2 separate regions of the Triticum aestivum genome follow, and region 1 is linked to region 2. A link is a contact called in public Hi-C data. All regions are on one chromosome and are shown on one strand. The core of a region is the stretch at or near the end of the contact, and the rest is flanking DNA. Distances in the headings are between cores, read along the strand shown. Region 1 holds the start of LOC123099122. Region 2 holds the start of LOC123099121 (flavin-containing monooxygenase FMO GS-OX-like 2).

Region 1 (3,553 bases), core at 564-3,063, 170 kb before region 2:
CATTGAGAATAATTTAGCCTACAATACAATGGCATGGTGTGAACATTATTGACAATGCAACCTTGCAGGACACAAGTTTGAACCCAAAGCACACAACTGCAGCCTACATGTAGTAATCGAGATTCATTACTCAGACATTCATTTTTTTATAATGACAATCTGAGTTCTAATGTCAAGGACCATTCAATTGCTATCAAACGAACTTATTATTAGTAAGGCATTCGGCTCTGCATTTCTTAGTTTTGCTGTTTTACTCTACCAAAGTAGACAATTATAGTTATATTAACATAACTAGGCAGGGCAGGGCAGGGCAGGGAAGGGATGCTCTTGAACTCACCGAAACGAACATGGGCAGCATTCTCCCTTGGATAACACTGAGAATTATCCACAAACCCAGCATTGCGCTTGGCATAGTCACTGAACCGGGCAGGAGACAAGATCTCCACATCATCATCGTCGTCCTCGGACGTCGCCGGCTTCTCTAGATCGATCATACGGCGGTAACCGGACCTCCCCTGCACACCACCACCATGGTCAGGTTTCCTCCTGACAGAAGAACCCTCAGCGCCCAAATTCCCTGCAACCCCATTGCCACACCAAATGGCCTGCTTGCCTCCTGACAGATCCGGATCAATCTGTGGCAGCAAAGCAGAGAGACTTGTCGATTTAGCAGCAGGAATTTGGGGAAAGTTTAGGTGATTCCTGTTTGGCCTGGCCTGAATAGCATAGCGTAGCTCACCATGTGGATGTGGGATTGGGAGGAAGTGGCCATGGCCATGGAATGGGTGGGAACAGGATAGAGGACATCGTGGGATTGCTCCCAGAAGGGCGCATCAGGCCTGAGATTCCTCTGCGCCCAATACAGCCTATGCAGGTCCTCCACCTAGAAACACCAAATCAGATGCAACCACATGAGCAAGGGAAATACGATATTTAACAGTACAACAATCAATTAACTTTATATCTATCCACTCCGTCGAAGAAATTGCGAAAATAATTGGCTTTTATTCGTGGGTATATATTTTTTAATCGTGATTTACACGGGCTGGCTAGTGAGGAAAGAAGGGATTTTTGCGGGGAGCAAGTAGGTAAGCAGGGGAAGGGAAGGCACCTGGTGGCGGTAGGCGTGTTCTTGGCGGAGCATTGCGTGGGCGAGGCGGTGGTCCTGGGGCGCGGGCTCCGGCGACGGCGGCGCGCAGTTGAGATCCAAATCCATGACGGCGGCCATGATCTGCCCCCTCTCCCTCTCCCTTTTGACTGTTTGTACCCAACAACAACCAACAGAGAAGCTAATTCAGATCAAACAAACAAATCGAGCAGCGGAAAGAAACTCGCAAACAACCAACCAACCAAAATAAACCAAGCACCGGATTGAAACAAGAAAACATCAGCCAAGATTACTTACCGCGAGGAGGAAAAACAATTGGAGGCCGATGCGGGGGAGGCTACTGGTCTCCTCCTCCTGCTCCTTTCTGCATGCTTTTCTTGTGATGTTTTTCCTCTCCCCTCTCTCTTTCTTTCCCCAGGCAGGCAGGCAGGCAGGCAGAGGGAGGCAGCTCTCTCTTTCACCACATCTCGGGCGTCGCTGTTGCGCCGAGTTGTTTTCTTCCTCCCCCTATCTGCGATGAATCTGCCCCCTGCTCCTTTTTTACCGCTGGACAGCGAGCGAGGAGCCGAGCCGATCTGGGTCTCCTCCCACGGGATAGAGGGGAGCTCGCTGTGGTTGCTCTGGGTGCCGCTGTCCCGTCTCAGCTGTACTGTCAGCTACTCCTCTCTCCCTCTCCCTCTCTCTCTCTCCTGCTTTTCTCCTCTCTGCTTCTCTGCAGCCGCTGCTCTCTCTTTTGGAGTAGGAGTATTTTTTTACTGCTAGAGTGAGCACTGCTCTGGCAATTGGACCCCTGCAATGCACTGTTTGCTTTTCTCCTCCAAAAGCTTGGGTCTTTGGAACTACTGCTTGCTGTGAATTCGGATCCCTTCCTCCCTCCCACTCCTACCACTGCACTTCCATTTGGTGCTACTGCTGCTGCCACAGAGTCTGTCAATTATGCTCCCACCATGATTCTGAAATTTTGAGCAGTAATTTTTCCCTGCAGAAATTCGGTGGTTTTGGTTTGGTGTGAAATTCCTTGGTACTAGGATCAACAAGGGATAATAATATCTTGGGCTTGGCCTGGCCGACCCAGGGCAGGGCGGGGACAGTCTGTCTGTGGACGTATGGCTGCATTGAATAATGGATGAATAAAGTAGTACTGGTACGACTAGTATCTCGTGTGGGTGTGCGATGCTGATGAGATGATCTCTGTGTGTGTTGCTTGTTGGCCTGCGTGTCAAACTGTGGAAGGGGTCGGGGGCGCCCGGATGGGATGGATCCCTGTCGGCCTCACTACAATTTGCTTGCCGAATAATCACACGGTTTAAGCCAACGACTAACTGATAACTATGCATGCATGCTCCCTGCTTAGAAAGGGACGTGTCATCTATAGCCAAGCTTATAGCCAGCAAATACTCCCAAGTAGTGATCTAAATATTTTTATATTACTTTACGGAGGGGTACAGTAGTTAGTGGATATAAAGATGTGCTGCTTTATTACTATATGGCCCATCTGTCATTTTCACATATTGCCTAGGAGCACGTGCTGCAGTTAGCTCTTATTTTGTAGCGGGCTCCCCTTCTCGCCCCACCATGTCAGCAGAAAAATAATATTTTAACTATTATAGCCTACTCCCTCCATCCCAAAATAAGTGTCTCAAACTTAGTACAACTTTGTACTAGAGCTAGTACAAAGTTGAGACAATTATTTTGAGACGGAGGGAGTACTTACATAATCTTATTGTACTTGCACTTACGAAATCTAGTCTTACAAGAAGTGTGCGTGTGACTTTGCATTTATGATGAACTTTCACAGTAACCAATTAACCAGCTTCACAAAACTTAAGTTTACTAAGGTTTCATATGAAAGCTTGACGCGTCCTTTTCATGCCACCTTTAGGTTGGCCACTTTGTAAGTCGCGATCCACCACCGTCTTGTGCTGTGTTCCTAGAAGAAGTAGCGTGTTGTGGAGTAGGGAATATCCACTTCATGCATGCCCGGAAATAACCAGAAGAATAATCAACATGTGAGAGAATAAGGCGAAAAAAATGGAAAAGAGATGATGAGGAAGAGAGGTGGAAATATATAGTGGTGGTGATAGGAAAGAGACAAGGAAAGCTGTTACGGGAGAATAACTATACTGGTACTACTCAAAATATATACCTGTACGTGTGGAATTATAATATTCTTTTTTGCGGGTAGTGAAATTTTAATCGTGTACGCATAAAATTCCTAGTTGTTTTCTGAGGCCCATGGCAAGAGTGTCGTTTTCATGCGCTTTAGATTGACCGTTTTGTAAGAGCGTCTACGATGTGGCAAATCCGGCGCCTATAAGTCCGCGGACGCGCCCGGGTCGCCCCTCATTTATCATGTCTGGCAATTACATACCTCAAATCTAGACTGTCAAATACATGCACAGCCATGCACGTCCATCATACACGTCAATATTGCACATAAATAAC
Region 2 (3,584 bases), core at 499-2,998:
TGCTCTAGCCAACTCATCCAAAAGTCTGAACTGATGGGGCGGGCAATATATTTCAACACCCCCCGTCACATCTAGACTTATTAGTCCCCCATCACATCTAGACTTATTAGTCCTTAGACATGGGATTTATGTTGGCCGCAGAATCATTTTTTTAATACTGCATTGGCAGGGTCTTGAACTCAAGACCTCTTGGCTCGGATACCATATTAAGATATTCCTATCAACCAACTATCCCAAAAAGACCGATCTGATAGGAAGAGGAGATATAGTATATATGACACCCCCTTCACATCTGACGAGGATATGTAATGATTAACACCTCCCCTCACGCCCGACGTGGGCTTGGATAAATGATTGGGGAAAATGCGGGGACTGAGACTTGAACCCAAGACCTCAGGTCGGATACAATATTGAATTCATGCTCCAACCAACTCATCCAAAAGTCCGAACTGATAGAGAGAGGCGGGTAATACATTTCAACACACTATTAGCAATGAGCTACAACAATCAAACCATGAAAAAATAGCTCATGAAAACCATGGTGGGTGCGAAACACCCTAAAGATCATCCTATTGAAGAAGTATAATAATCAAAACAAATCAAGTAACAAAACAATCCAGGTCCATCCATTAGACTGAATCACACCAAAATCACCCCAAACCATGTTCAGAATGAGATACCGAACGCACAGATTCAGGGGTGTTTCGATGAGCTAATCGAGCACATGATCTGTGACCCCTGCTTGTTGTCCTTTGCTAATCAAGCCATCCATCACGGATAAACAACAACCCTGAACCACCCTGCTGTATCCCAGTTTGTGCTAGCCTTCTTAAGGCAAACTTGTTTAACTTATGTCTGTACTCAGATATTGTTGCTTCCGCTGACTCGTCTATGATCGAGCACTTGTATTCGAGCCCTCGAGGCCCCTAGCTTGTATTATGATGCTTGTATGACTTATTTATGTTTTAGAGTTGTGTTGTGATATCTTCCCGTGAGTCCCTGATCTTGATCGTACACGTTTGCGTGCATGATTAGTGTACGATTGAATCGGGGGCGTCACATACCGAACGCACAGATTCAGGGGTGTTTCGATGAGTTAATCGAGCACATGATCTGTGACCCCTGCTTGCTGTCCTATGCTAATCAAGCCATCCATCGCGGATAAACAACAACCCTGAACCACCCTGCTGTGGACCTATGACCTGAAAACTTGACAGCGACAGACCAATCATGTGCAAGGAGACATAACACATAGGAAAAAAATGGATAGAGGAGGGCAGCAAGAAGACTAAAAAAACCTTCCGCCGGTGACAGGTGCTTGTTGATGGCGAGCCAGACGGAGAGTTCCACCTAGCTCCTCTCCAGACCAACATCTCTCCTACCTCAAGCTGCTTGCAAGGGGCTTGTCGCTTGCCATGGATCTCCGGCCAGCCCCTGCCGCTAATCACCGGCGAGGCGCCCCCTTCCCTCCGCCGCGGTGACCCGCAAACCCAAAATGAAAGAGAAGTGCAATAGAGCAAAAAGAACCCGACACAAACAACCCAGTACGCGAGACCGAGGACCCTCGAGCTACCGAGATTCGTGCAGATCGGACCGCCACAAAAACAACCTGAGGCGAAATAACTTTTTTAGGAAAAGTGCAGAATTAAAAGCCACGTGCAGGAATAGCAAACCAGTGAAAAAAAAGGGGAAAAAAAAGAAGGCGGCTGTGAAGACAGGAGAACGCGACTTTTCCTCGTCCTGCGACTGCGACGCCAGCTGAAAGAAGCTGAAGATTCGCTAGCAGAGCACGCCAGAGACTTTCCCCGATGCCGTCCTGCTCGCGCGTCGCCGTGATCGGCGCGGGGGCGGCGGGCCTGGCGGCGGCGCGCGAGCTGCGGCGCGAGGGCCACGCGCCCGTCGTCTTCGAGCGCGCCGCGGCCGTGGGCGGCACCTGGCGCTACGACGCCGCCGAGGACGCCGCCGACCCGCTCGGCGCCGGCGGCGCGCACTCGAGCCTCTACGCGTCCCTCCGCACCAACCTCCCCCGCGAGAGCATGGGCTTCCTCGACTTCCCCTTCGTCGCGGGCCGCTCCTCAGCCGACCCGCGCAGGTTCCCCGGGCACCCGGAGGTGCTCCGGTACCTCGAGGCGTTCGCGCGGCGGTTCGACCTCCTCGGGCTGGTCCGGTTCGAGACGGAGGTCGTCAGCGTCCGCCGAAGCAGGGACGACGGCGCGGGCGCGGCGGGCTGGAGGGTCTCGTACCGCTCGAGGAGGCCCGACGGCGCCGGCGGCGAGCCGGAGGAGGAGGTGTTCGACGCCGTGGTCGTCTGCAACGGCCACTTCACCGAGCCACGCGTCGCCGCCATCGCCGGTAATTCCCTCGGCCCGATCTATCCCCTGCTGATGGCTAGCACTAGCAGTAGGCAGCATGCAGCTACTTCCGATGGATCCGATCTTTTCTGACAACCATGAGTAGCAGTTGCTCAATGGAATAGTTACGTTCAGCTTGCATTAGCTGTCTAAGGGTACCCGGGACTTTGCAATCGACAATTTGTTGCCTGAACTTCTTGCCGATGTAGCGAGCTCGTGGTCGTGGGCGAGGGAATTGCATCTTCTGCCAACAACACTGATGCGATGCGGTGTGATGAGAAATTCTTCAGGATGTCGGCCACAAGAGGGAAACAGATGGACAGGTTCGAGGACCACCACATCACCGGTAAACTTTGGCTATTTCTTTCAAATCAATCAGTGGCAGGGCTGCTATTGTCTCAGCTTTCTCCACTGTCGAGCAACGATCATTGCTTTGGCATACAGAGGCAAGCACTTGACCTCGATCATCCCTGGCCACCGCACCAATTCACCAGATTCAGAGAAGAGGCGGCGTCAAAGAAACTGACCATCAGATTTAGAGTAGCAACAGAGTTCTATTTCTGACAGTTTCAGATTGCAGATCCAGCAACATCTGAAGTCAATCCTCTCCAGTGAACCTGAAAGCGACCTCTTTCAGGAGCTCCCAAACAGCCCTCATGGCTGCTCTCAAAGCTCTGCTCCTTGTGCAAGCAATCACAGCGTGGAACTCGCCCTCCATTTCATTGCCACAAATCTCACACATGTTCTCCTTGACAGTTGTTCTCCTGAAAGCATTCTGTTTTGTGGCAAGCCAAAGATTTTGATTTTCTCACGAATTCTAGCTTTCCAAATCAGTCCCCAAATGTTTCTGTCACCTGCATCCCTAAAAGAGCTAGAGGCAGCAGCTGTAGCATTGTTTCTGATCTCATATGCCAGTTTATATGCACTTTTGATAGTGAAGACTCCGGACTTTTCATAGTGCCATGCTACACAGTCCTCTACCATATTTGAGGGAATTCTCATTTTGCAGATCTCTTCCGCATCAATGGGTTGGAAAATTTGGTTGATCAACTCTGTGTTCTACTCACTTGTATCTGGATGCATAAGTTGATTAACCCACGGAAGCCTCGATCTCTTTATAAATTCTGCAGTTCTGAGCCCGTCTTTCCTAGGTATCCTCTGAATCTGAATCTGAATGCTTCTTCCGTTTCCCACTCACCAAATCAGACCCATTTTTAAGAGCTAAAGGCCAAA

The links. Hi-C and Micro-C count contacts between places; a contact is called where the count stands out from the background.
Region 1: a contact with region 2 is called in a Hi-C map of leaf, with 4 times the contacts expected there. The contact joins the promoter of LOC123099122 here to the promoter of LOC123099121 in region 2. A contact is called at or near these places in 5 of 5 Hi-C or Micro-C datasets (leaf, root and an unstated tissue).

Annotation. Positions count from the first base shown.
Region 1 is chr4D:507,908,771-507,912,323 of IWGSC CS RefSeq v2.1, reverse strand. LOC123099122 reads right to left here and starts at 1,813. Exons shown (of 5, transcript XM_044521267.1): 1 at 1,406-1,813; 2 at 1,112-1,257; 3 at 740-883; 4 at 338-635. The coding sequence starts at 1,228.
Region 2 is chr4D:507,738,715-507,742,298 of IWGSC CS RefSeq v2.1, reverse strand. LOC123099121 (flavin-containing monooxygenase FMO GS-OX-like 2) reads left to right here and starts at 1,748. Exons shown (of 7, transcript XM_044521266.1): 1 at 1,748-2,352. The coding sequence starts at 1,809.